Linked DNA regions of Mus musculus: region 2 is linked to region 1. Evidence: chromatin contacts called from public HiChIP or PLAC-seq data. All regions are on one chromosome and are shown on one strand. The core of a region is the stretch at or near the end of the contact, and the rest is flanking DNA. Distances in the headings are between cores, read along the strand shown. Region 1 has its middle 36 kb from the start of Gm29851. Region 2 overlaps Hs3st3b1 (heparan sulfate (glucosamine) 3-O-sulfotransferase 3B1).

Region 1 (5,385 bases), core at 1,273-3,772:
AGTTCCTTCAGACAACTCCTAGATCAGATAAGAGGTTTTGGTATGCAGAAATTGGCTTGCTAAACATGCCTTTTGTGTAACAATTAGGAGGCTCTGCAAGCAGGTTCAGAGTTTAGTCTTGAGAGGTGGATCCCCCAGCTGCTGAGAAGCCCAAATCCGTCCTGCAGTGTCTCTCTTTCATTGATCATCCCATGTAACCCAGAACACTGGTATGTGTGCACATGCATGCATATGCAGAGGAGAAAGACTATAGCTAAGAGTTTATGGTTATTTAGCAACCTATCTTCTAAGTCCTACAGGCTGGATTATCTCCTATAGTAAAGCTGCACAACATGCATGCTAGCGTCCTTCCTGGTATCACTTGTAGCTAAAGCAGGGCACGGGTCGATAGAACAGAAAAGAAGCTCGCTTGAGGCTTCTGAGAATATTCTTTTAATAAAAGAGATACACAGAAGAGAAAATGCTTCTCTTTCTATCAGGTTAGTGCTATGGCAAATGACCAGGAAATGTGAATAGTTGATACATTGATGATGGGTGGTGATGATGATGGTGGTGGTGGTGGTAATGATGATAGTGATGATAATGGTGGTGATGATGATAGACTTGAACTGGCATATGGTCTTATTTTCCAGCCATTTCTGAAGAAGTCCCCTGACTGGTCAGCTCTTGTTATAACTCACTAAACAAAGCCCATTCCAAGTCATGATAGTAATGTGTGAGTGTGTGTGTGTTGGTCAGATAGGTTCTGTTCTGTTCCATTCAGAGATGTTCTACCTTGACCACAGCCTCCATCCCACAGCTCAGCACATCTAAAGGGGTCAAGGTATTCGTGTAAGATATAGTTTGCTTTGAGAAGAAGCCTCAGCCACTGTAGACCACTGTGGGTCGTGGGAACTGTGTGCACCCCTGTGTACCTCAGAGACTCTGAGCCACAGCAGCCTCTAAAGGAGGATTCAATGTAGGAGGTTGAGGCAGGGGAACCATGAATTCCAAACCAGCTTGGGAGTTCTACAACTACATAATGAGCTCATCCACACTACATAATGAGTTCAAGTCCAACCTGGGTTACAAAACAAGGCCCCATCTCAGACGGAAAAGGTTTTTGTTTGTTAATCCACCCGAGTCTTGGGAGGGTAGATTGTGCTGTAAAAATCCAGGTCAGGGGAATGGTGACATGTGTGGAGATTAGAGAGTCAGAAAGAGAGCTCCAAGCATGGGACCTGGGGTAAGTTGGGGTTCCAGTTTGCATTTTGCACAAACATTGTGCAAATTGTTCACAATTGTCCATTTTAAAAGATCTTCCCCCTCCATAATTTCAAGAAAAAATTAGAACAGCGATGATTTTTACAGAGATTCCCCTATTCTCTTCCTCTGCAAGCTTCTTCCTTACTTGGTCAGTACCTCTCCAGGAGAGTGGTGCGGTGTACAGGTAAGAAAAAGAATCCAGCCTGAAGCAGATCTTTACTCCTTGACAAAGAGTTGCATTCTGCAAATGCAGTACCCAGTCTGTCCACTGGGCGGCGGGTACAGCCACGCAATGTCCAGGGCAGGTTAGCTGTGGCGGGCTGAGTGGAAAGGCTTTCTAGGAAATGAAATATTTCTGCTCTGCACAGCTAGCTCATGGTCAATCTGATGGTTTTGTTTGTTTGATTGTTTGTTTTTGTTTTTAAATTTGCAAGCTCCTAGATACTTGAACAAGCCTATCTCTGCTTATAACATGAAAGAGACAAGCAATAGAGCGATGTTAAGAGATGAGAGAAGGTCCCCCAAAAAGCGGACAGCTGCAGGCAGCTCCATTGGAACAAAAGACCAGGAAGAGTCTGGGATCCACTTGTCCGGCAGCCCACGGCCACCTAGGCACTCTGGGTAAGTTAGGGAGACCACAGTATCAGGGACCAGCCAGCTAGAAAATTCCACCACAGCTGACTAACCAACGGCTTATTTATGCAGTTTACATGTGAGGTATGCATCTGGCCTGCTAGGAAGGGAAAAGAAAGTTCAGAATTGAGAATAAATATACGTTAATTTTTTAATTAAAAAAAAAAACAACAACCAAAAAACATTTTTTTTTTCCTTCTCAAGTCAATTCACACTAGGCTCTCAGAAAGTTAGACCTTCAGGGAAGACCTAGCTTGCCAGTGGATATTCATCCATGAGAACCTACTCTTGAGAGGACGTTCGATTCAGTTCTTCATCGTGGTATATGTCATGGTATATGTCCATAGCTCCAAGTCCTTGAATGGCCCAGGAGTAGGAAAAGAGACAGTATCAGCGTGCTCAGTGAGTGCTGGCGATGGGCGGAGTTCCGGAAGTGTGCGCCTTCCTTCAAGCATTCCGCTCTTCCGACTGATGACAACCTGCCAGGCTCCAGGGATGCCTCCATAACAAAGCACCTCGCGGACTTTGTGTTTAAGTGGGAGGTGCAGACTGAGGAATACAGCATCATCCAGTGAGAGTTAACTGCTCCAGAGGCGGTTGTGCGGGCAGGAAGAGGCCAGTGTGTGTAGGGGTGGGGTGGGGGTGGGAGGGAGAGTCGAACATTTAAATGTTGCTCCAAGGCATCTGCCTCAGAGGATATCCCTGCTGGGTGAGGTCACTGGGTGAGGAAATCCCGCCCTCAAAGCCTCTTGCCCAAGCTGCTGATTTCACTTGCGCATGAGTTTGATCAGCACACCGTTCGATCAGCACAGAGGTCTGACTGCATGAGGCATCTTTATTAATTGTGGACTCTCAGAAATTTCTACCCAGTGAGTTAATGAGAGCCAGGGAAGCGCTGGCTCTGCAGTGAGCCTTAGGTTAGTGCAGCACTCAGGTTCACAACATGTAGGTCAGGACCCCTGGGGAAATCAATGACCCTTTCACAGGGGGTCCCTAAAACCATCGGAAAACACAGATATTTACATTATGATTCTTAACAGTAGCAGAATTAGTTATGAAGTAGCAACAGAATTAATGAACAGAAGTTCATTGGTGTATATCTCTCTATGAAGTCATGACAAGCCGAGACCAGAGAAGAAAGCAAGGTGCACCAATGCCAGGGTGTCATCAGTGAAGACCAGCAAGGTGAACCCCAATAAAGGCTAGCAAAGTGAACCCCGATAAAGACCAGCAAGGTGAACCCCGATAAAGGGCAGCAAGGTGAACCCCGATAAAGGACAGCAAGGTGAACCCCGATAAAGACCAGCAAGGTGAGCCCCAATAAAGACCAGCAAGGTGAACCCTGATAAAGACCAGCAAGGTGAACCCATGCCAGAGCATCATCCACTGTCTGTTGGCTATACTTACACTTTTTAAACATCACATGTGCTCTTAAGTCTCTGCTCCAGCAAACATCACATGTCCTTTCACCAGACAGCTTCCAGAAAAACACCACATGACACAACTGAATCTCCAACAAAACCAGAAAATTCCACTTCACCCAGGGTCAGGCTCAGGCTTTTTGTCAGTTTTCTCTCTTGAGGGTGAACTCAGGGGACCCATGAGAAATATAGAAACTCTTCTGAGAGAAGCCCCCATGACCTAAGGACGTCCCATTAGTTGTATCTCTTATAGGTCCTATTCCCTTTTAACATTGCCACAGTGGAACCAACCTTCCATCATGCAAGCTTTGAGGGACAAACATGTCCAAACACACCAATGCTTACCTCAGTAAGGAGCAAAGAGTTGCTGCATCCATTTATACTGGCAGCAGGTCATTTGTTTTGAGTGTTTCTGAACAAAGCTGTCAGGAAGTTAATGTGCTCTGTTCAACTGCACTTGAGTTGAGTCTGATGACCCCCCACCCCTACCCCAGCCAGATAGCTAATTTTAGAATGCATGCAAGGCTTTTGAGACTGTCGGATATTCTGAGGCTGGGGTCCCTGAGCACAAGGACATGCTGACCCTTATGATGAGACCACTGAAGGTCATTCCTCTTTTAAGTACCACATGTGTGGATATGTAATCAGCTGTTGGTTATGGCGCTTGAGCCAGTTCTCTGCATAAGGTGAGAGTCGGATAATGGCATGCAGACAGAGCCACTGTGTCTGGAGAACAGCCACATTCCTGAGTTACATGATTGGATCAGCTTCTCTCTCTTCAGCTTTAGCTCTCTTGGTTTCTCCAAATCAGCTGTGTAGTTCCTGAGAGGTCTGTGTGCTGATAGGAAGGCAGGATGTTCTTCATGTCACCTTGTTGTCTGTTACTGTTGGGTTCCTGTGAACAAGAGACTCGAAGATTCTCTCTCTCTCTCTCTCTCTCTCTCTCTCTCTCTCTCTCTCTCTCTCTCTCTCTCTCTCTCTCTCTTTTCATGCCCAAATTGGAGATTATGAAGGCCATAAGGTAAATATATCCAGTATTTAAAAAAAAAAAAAAACTTCAAAATAAAGTCATTGTTTCTCTTCCAGTACTTATGCTTCAATCTAGCATCCCCCAAAGCATTAAAATTTTGTCAGGATTTCAAATGCGCCATTTTACCACAAGAGGGTGTATTTGACCTTTGTCAACAATAAAGACTAATATTTAAAGCCTCTCTTTATAGACAGGGACTTTTCAGAGAGCTTAATATGTAAGAGATGAATTCCAAATGTCATCAAATTACTTAGGAAAGTTCTTCATGTGTGCATGCGTGTGTGTCTGTGTGTGTGCACATGTGTGTCCAGGAAGTCTGTGGATCCTTCCCATGTGTTTTCTGATGACTTGAGAATGGGAACCATATTCTGACAACAGTTCTTCTTCCACCAACAAGTAAATCTGCGGCATTAACAGGAGAGATTGTCCCATAAAGAAGACAAGGGTTCTCATTTGGAATCCATTAAAAAATACCTTAGCTCAAGAGTATTGTTGCTAATGTCTCTCCTTTTGTTGCAGGTTTAATATCTCACAGGTGGTGGGTTCAAGACCCGTAGCATCAAGTCCAGGGTGCCTTCTGTTTTACACATCCCTGTTTGGCAATTGGATTTTTAGTTTCTATTCAGATTTCTAACTAGTGTTCTTTTCTTGACACCAAAGGAGACCCAGTGTCCATCTCCTCCCCAGCTGGGACATCTTTGGGTATCATCTCAGGGTGGGATTGCAAGCTTGTGCCACCAAATCACTAAGTGTGCCACATCTTATTCCTTTGTTGTTTTTATCCATTTGCCCACATCTATAATGCCAGAACGAGAAACGACTTGAAGAAAGTGGGAATTTTGAACTTGAAGTTTTCATGGTTACTTAGTAGGCTGGCTGTCTTGGGTCCGTTATGTACAGCTTATGTGCTACCATTTAGCCTTAGTCAGATTTTGTGTTGCTGTGACCAGATACCTGTTGGAAATAAGTTAAAGCAGGGAGGATTCATTCTGGTGTGTGGCACAGAAGTTTCAGATCATGGTGGGAAGGTCACTGGGGACAGAGCAATTCACATTA
Region 2 (5,385 bases), core at 838-3,337, 680 kb after region 1:
AACAAAACAAAACAACAACAAAAAACTTACATTCATGCCCAGGACTAAGCCCAGTGGCAGGTGCACAGTCTAAGCACCACCATTACAATCAGGACAGAACAGCCCTGACGCACCCAAGCTCCCTCTGTTGCCCTTGGCCACCAAGGCTTGGCACCTCCCCTAATACAGGGCCAAAGGCTGACAAGTCCTTGTTTTGATGCCATTCCAGGGAAAATACGGGTAAAATGAGAAAACAGTCACTCAATACTTAGAGATTTCGTTAAATTGGTATCGTTTCTGAAGCATTGAAATAAAGTTGTGATGTGAGTCTCTTCACTTCCAATCGGCATGACCCCTTGGCTATATTCCCAAATTCTCAGGCCTTGGATTCCACATCTGTTAAGTTAGCCTGAGGAAGGAGCTAAATGGTTCTGCCCCTTCGGTTCCACAATACTGACCAAAACCTCAAGGCCCAGGCCAGGAAACTGTGATGACCCACCAGCTGTAGCATTTCCCAGAAGCCTCTGACAATTCAGTCACAGGGCAGAAGAACCAAGGTTTCTAGGAAGACTGTGTTCCACATCCCTTCCAAAGAAAAAAAAAACAGCTCCCTGGAATCTGTACAGTCAGGGGCAGGTCTCAGCAATGAGGAAGCTGCCATCCAATGTGGGAAAGTAAACCAAGTGTCTTTTTTTTTTTTTTTTTTTGAGCATTTGGTAAACTCATAAACACTAGTAGTGGAGTTGAAAATGTACTGCGATCTCGGGAGGGGGGGGATGAGTATGTGGGATGTGTCCCAGGGCAGAAAGCCCTTCCTAGGACACTAACAGTGGGGTATGGGAAATCCTAGCCAGCTTTCCATTGCTGTGACGAATTACCTGAGAGAAACCACTTCCAGGGAAGAAAGGGTCGTTTGGCTCATTATCCCAGAGGTTTTGTATCATGGTCCCTGGGCCCTTATTGCCTTTAGGCCTGTAGCAGGTCAGTGACAAAGGCAGGCACAGCCCCTGTAACTTAACTTCCCTCTACTGGGGTAAGCTACCGAAAGCCCTAGCAGCTGCCAACCAAGCAGGAGTGTTGGGGCAGCAGCAGGCAACTGGAGCTCCAGGCAGACACAGTGCACTAAGGCAGTAGAGTCCTCATCACAGGCTGTGCAGAGCAGTAGCAGGCATGCGCGCTAAAACCCACTGAAAGCCTGCCTGGCAACCCCAACTTCTCTGCTGTGTTTGCACCTGGTGATGCGGTAAGTCACAGTGAGTCAGGAGTGAGGGAACAGCAGTTCCTCCCTTGTCCCGTTCTGTAGGAAGACAGTTCGCAGCCGGGACTGGGAAAAGAAGCGGGGATGGGAGTTAGCCTGTGTGAGCTGGGACTGCAGGCTAGAGAGCGAGAAGTGTAAGCGGAACCAAGATCAACCGAGATAGCTTCTCCTTTATGGCACACTCCTCCTTCTTCCCAGGGGACTCCATTTGGTAGAGGAGGACCATGCTATCAGTTGTCAGTGTGGGCCTTCATCTGGGTCTTCTCACTTCCTCAGAGGCCTGGAGCCCACCAACACTGAGCCCCTTCAAAGGGCCACATCTCCATAAGTAACTGTCTCCCTTTGGGGAGATGTTTGCATATCAAAGCACTCCTTTGGGAGAGTTTAAACTAATTTCAAATGAAACTGTAAATAGTCTAGATTTCAGGTCTGGCGGAAGTGATGTCACGATTCTTAAAGAGTTCATGGGTCCTTTCGGTCCTTTCTCTTTTCATTCTTTCTTTCTTTCTTTTTCTTTTTTAAGGTAATGGGTTGGAAAGAAGAGACATGACAAAGGCTGCCTCCCCCGTCCTGGCCCCAACCGCTGCCCAAGGATTTGGCCTCCATTGTCCTGGAGTTTCAATGCTGCTCTGAAAATAAAAGCTTTTCAATGCTGGGAGGTGGGGAGCGAATGAGCATCTCACTGCCCAGGCAGCTGGAGCCCCCTCTCCTCCAGGCCTTTGCCTGGGTCTTAGGCCCGGCTCACAAAGGGGGTGGTTCCTGTTCCGGGAAGGGGCTGGGCCTTGGGGGGTGGGGGGAGTGAAAAGCTAATGGGCTTTTGTGTTCCAGCTCCAAGCTCCCTGCTTCTGTTTACTGCGCCTCACCGAGGCCTGAGAAGGACAAATCTTGCGAAATTTGAGGGATCTGTGCCCCCGGTTCCTGGAAAAGAAAAGAAACCTTAAAATCATTAGAAAGGCAGAAGTTTTTCTGGCAGGCAGACTTTGTAGAAAGCAGAAGCAAAAGCAAAAAAGGAGGCCCAGACAGTGGGGAGGGCAGCTGGAGTTCCAGAAAGAACTGAATGGTCCAGAATCCTACTTGTAGAGTCCCACCACAAGATGATTGGTCCCAAGAGTCAGGAGTGCAGATCCAGCCCTGTGCCTTCACCTTCATACTGGATCCAGGCTTAGGCAGTTTACTCTGTGTGTGTGTGTGTGTGTGTGTGTGTGTGTGTGTGTGTGTGTATACAGACTCACTCAAGAGCCAATGGAAAATGACGAGTAAGACCCCACCCCATCTGTCTCCAAAAATTCAGGGAGGGTCAAAAAGCCATTCTCTACACAGTGGCCCACTAGCCTAAGAAAGCCTGGACTTCTGTTCCCATCCTGCCTTGCATCAGACTGGGACCTTGAACCAACCATACCAAGCCTTGGACTCAGTTTTTCCAATGAATACAAATAAATGCATTTGAACCAGTGAAACCACTCAGAAGGTGAAAGCATTTGCTCCCAAACTCCATGACCTGAGTTTGGTTCCCAGAGCGGAAGGTAGAAGGAGAGAACTGAGTCCCAGAAGTTGTCCTCACAACAACACAAGCAGGAACATGCGGGCACCTACACATAAGCAACAACAACAACAACAACAATACACTAACTTTTTAATAGAGTTAACAGATCAGCTTACAGGTTGTGTAAAGCAACCCTTACAATTACCTTCCCCTGTAGCCAGCATTAAGTTGGACAGAGCCACTGGAAGATAAGTAGGAACCATCCGCACTTGATGGTGAACACTTACAAGATGCTCCTCAGGGGCAGAGCACAGACCTCAGGATACGTAATCAGGGCGAGTCCAGTGTCAAATATGCCTTAACCTAGGCACCTGACTGTAAGCTGTTTGGTTGAAGTACAAAGAGAAGTGGTCCAGATCTTGCGGGATATTTTTTTTTTCACTTCTGTGAAACAGAAATGTTTGTCCTTCCATTTACTTAACTTACTTCCTTCCTTTCTCCTTTCCCTCCTCCTCCTCCTCCTCCTCCTCCTCCTCCTCCTCCTCCTCCTCCTCCTCCAACATAGTTTGAAAGTGAATGAGCTTTGAAAAGCAACAGAAGTCTTTCAAGGATGGGAGAGGTTGGTCTGTCTGCTCTCATTCCTTCTGCTGATTCCTAGCTCCGGGGTGAGGGAGCAGACACTGCACAGGTTCAGTTCTCAAGTTCAATGTCTTGTTTAAGAGTCCTGATTCCCTGCATCCCCTCTCACTGCATACACTCTCTTCTGCGGCCCACCAAGGGCACAAAGATAACTGAGACAGGACCCAGGATGAGGCAGCAGACAAGAGCATGGAGACAGGTCCTCCAGAGGCTGGTGAAAAATCATGATCCAAGCCATCAGTGCACTGCCTTCCCCCCACACCCACCCCCCAGCCCTTGCCGCTCCCCGCCCCCCCCCCCGGAATTAAATAGGAGAGAATGGATAATCCAGCACCCTGCCCCGCCCTCCTCTGCTCAGCGAGTAACCCTCCCTCACCTGCCCCTTTCTGTTTATCCACTGACACTCTCCAAGGAAGGCAGGTTCAAGGATAAGGAGGATGCAGTCCAATCCTCTTGTCACAGATTTTAAAGGACCCAAAAATATTTTTAAAAATTAAAGAAGTACTTCTAACACAGCAACTCAGGAGCTGTGAACTTGGAAGCACTGCTGACAAGGACCAAGGACCAGCTGCTGTCCCTCATTTTGCCCATCTTCTCTCAGTGTGTTTCCTGGATGGCTTAAAGCTGATGGAGGAGGGGGTGGTAACCCTTAGCTTAACAGCAGTTGGAAACCCCAGCACAGCTCCCCCTGGGTGGGTGTGGGGACCACTTTTGTTATTGATTAGAAGCTTCCAGGGTCAGCCTTCAGCAGGAGAAAAGGGCTCCCCATACTGTCTAGGCTCACTTTTTCATAGTTATAGTCAGCCACGAATAAGCAACAGATCTCTACAGACTCCATTTGGCCTGGTATATTTCATTGGTGGCCGAAGCAATCGGTAAATATCGCACAGGATCTGACTATGTTCCGTCGCGGTTACTGTAGCCTATGGAAACTTTTCAGGTGGTGTTGCCTGACTGGTGAATCCTCAGATAAAAATCTCCAGCATCCTTTGTGTTCTAAGAAAGCCTCCTCACCCTTCCCACTCCAAGGGAACAAAAGTAGACACAACAAGGAAATCAAGTATGGTTACACAGTTACCAAGGGGACTAAGAATGACAAGAGATTAGCCATTTGCCTTGCACAAGTCTCACTGAAAACTAGCCCGGCAACTTCTTTTTAAACCTATATAGGTTTGTTTGGTTTTTTTTATTTCTTTCTTATTGTATTAATCTGGGTATTTTGCCTGCATATATGACTGAGTACCACTTTCCTGCCTTGGAGGAAAGGTATATTGGACCTTCCCGGGAATGGAATTACAGATATGTGCCAGCATGTGGGTAATGCGAACTGAACTCAGTCCTCTGGAACAACACCCCCTGCTCCGAGCTGCTGCATCATCTCTCCAGACCCAAACCTGTATGTCTGAGAGCACAATATTTTACTACATCTTACAAACTTTCATATTTTGCTTTGTGCTTTAATTGCACTGAGGATTTTAAAGATGTCAATCTTCTAAATAAGGATCAGAAAGGAAGTCAGCAAACTACCAGCAAGCACTCGAAAGCTGTCAAGGCGTCAAAAAGCAAGCAGCGAGCTATGCTTAGTGCACAGAACGGAAGGTCACGGGGCAGACATGTAAAGAGAATTGAGGGCAACCTGGAAGGATAAATTATCATGGGGGCTCAGCCTCCAACTCTCAACGATGTCACGTTTATGTATCACCACTCCCATTACATTAAGTGACACAATTACATTAAGAGGCCATCGACATTAAGAAGGTCCCAGGCTTGAATGTCAATCAAAAGCAAAGAACAAATGTGCTCTGAGATCAGAAGATCTAGGCCGCTTGTGGGGCATGAGCGAGCAGCCCTCGAGTGTTGGCTGGTAATAAGCTACGGCCTCTGGTTCAAACCCATAAAATACAACGGTTAGTGACAGTGAGGAAGATGGCTCTGGTGAGCAGCCACAGGATGCACTATCTGTCTCAGTTGTTTGTAACATGGGGTTGCATGCCCAGGCATCCGTCAGGCAATGGCAGGCTGAGAT

Evidence for each region. HiChIP or PLAC-seq counts read pairs in DNA pulled down with a chosen protein or histone mark.
Region 2: an H3K27ac HiChIP or PLAC-seq map of embryonic stem cells shows a contact between it and region 1, with 4 times the contacts expected there. The contact joins two enhancer-like sites. A contact is called at or near these places in 2 of 484 Hi-C or Micro-C datasets (cortical neurons and embryonic stem cells), 2 of 115 datasets of contacts at active chromatin or transcription factors (both in embryonic stem cells) and 1 of 9 other capture datasets (embryonic stem cells).

The regions. Positions count from the first base shown.
Region 1 is chr11:63,211,734-63,217,118 of GRCm38.p6, forward strand. No RefSeq gene overlaps it. Among named protein-coding and RNA genes, the nearest start is that of Gm29851, 36 kb to the right of the region's middle. Within about 2 kb of position 2,523, at least 13 of the 459 cell types and tissues checked have an H3K27ac peak or open chromatin away from gene starts, as enhancers often do. A contact at or near this core is called in embryonic stem cells, where this site is marked.
Region 2 is chr11:63,896,709-63,902,093 of GRCm38.p6, forward strand. All of the region lies in intron 1 of Hs3st3b1 (heparan sulfate (glucosamine) 3-O-sulfotransferase 3B1), which reads right to left. Among named protein-coding and RNA genes, the nearest start is that of Hs3st3b1, 23 kb to the right of the region's middle. Within about 2 kb of position 2,088, at least 62 of the 459 cell types and tissues checked have an H3K27ac peak or open chromatin away from gene starts, as enhancers often do. A contact at or near this core is called in embryonic stem cells, where this site is marked.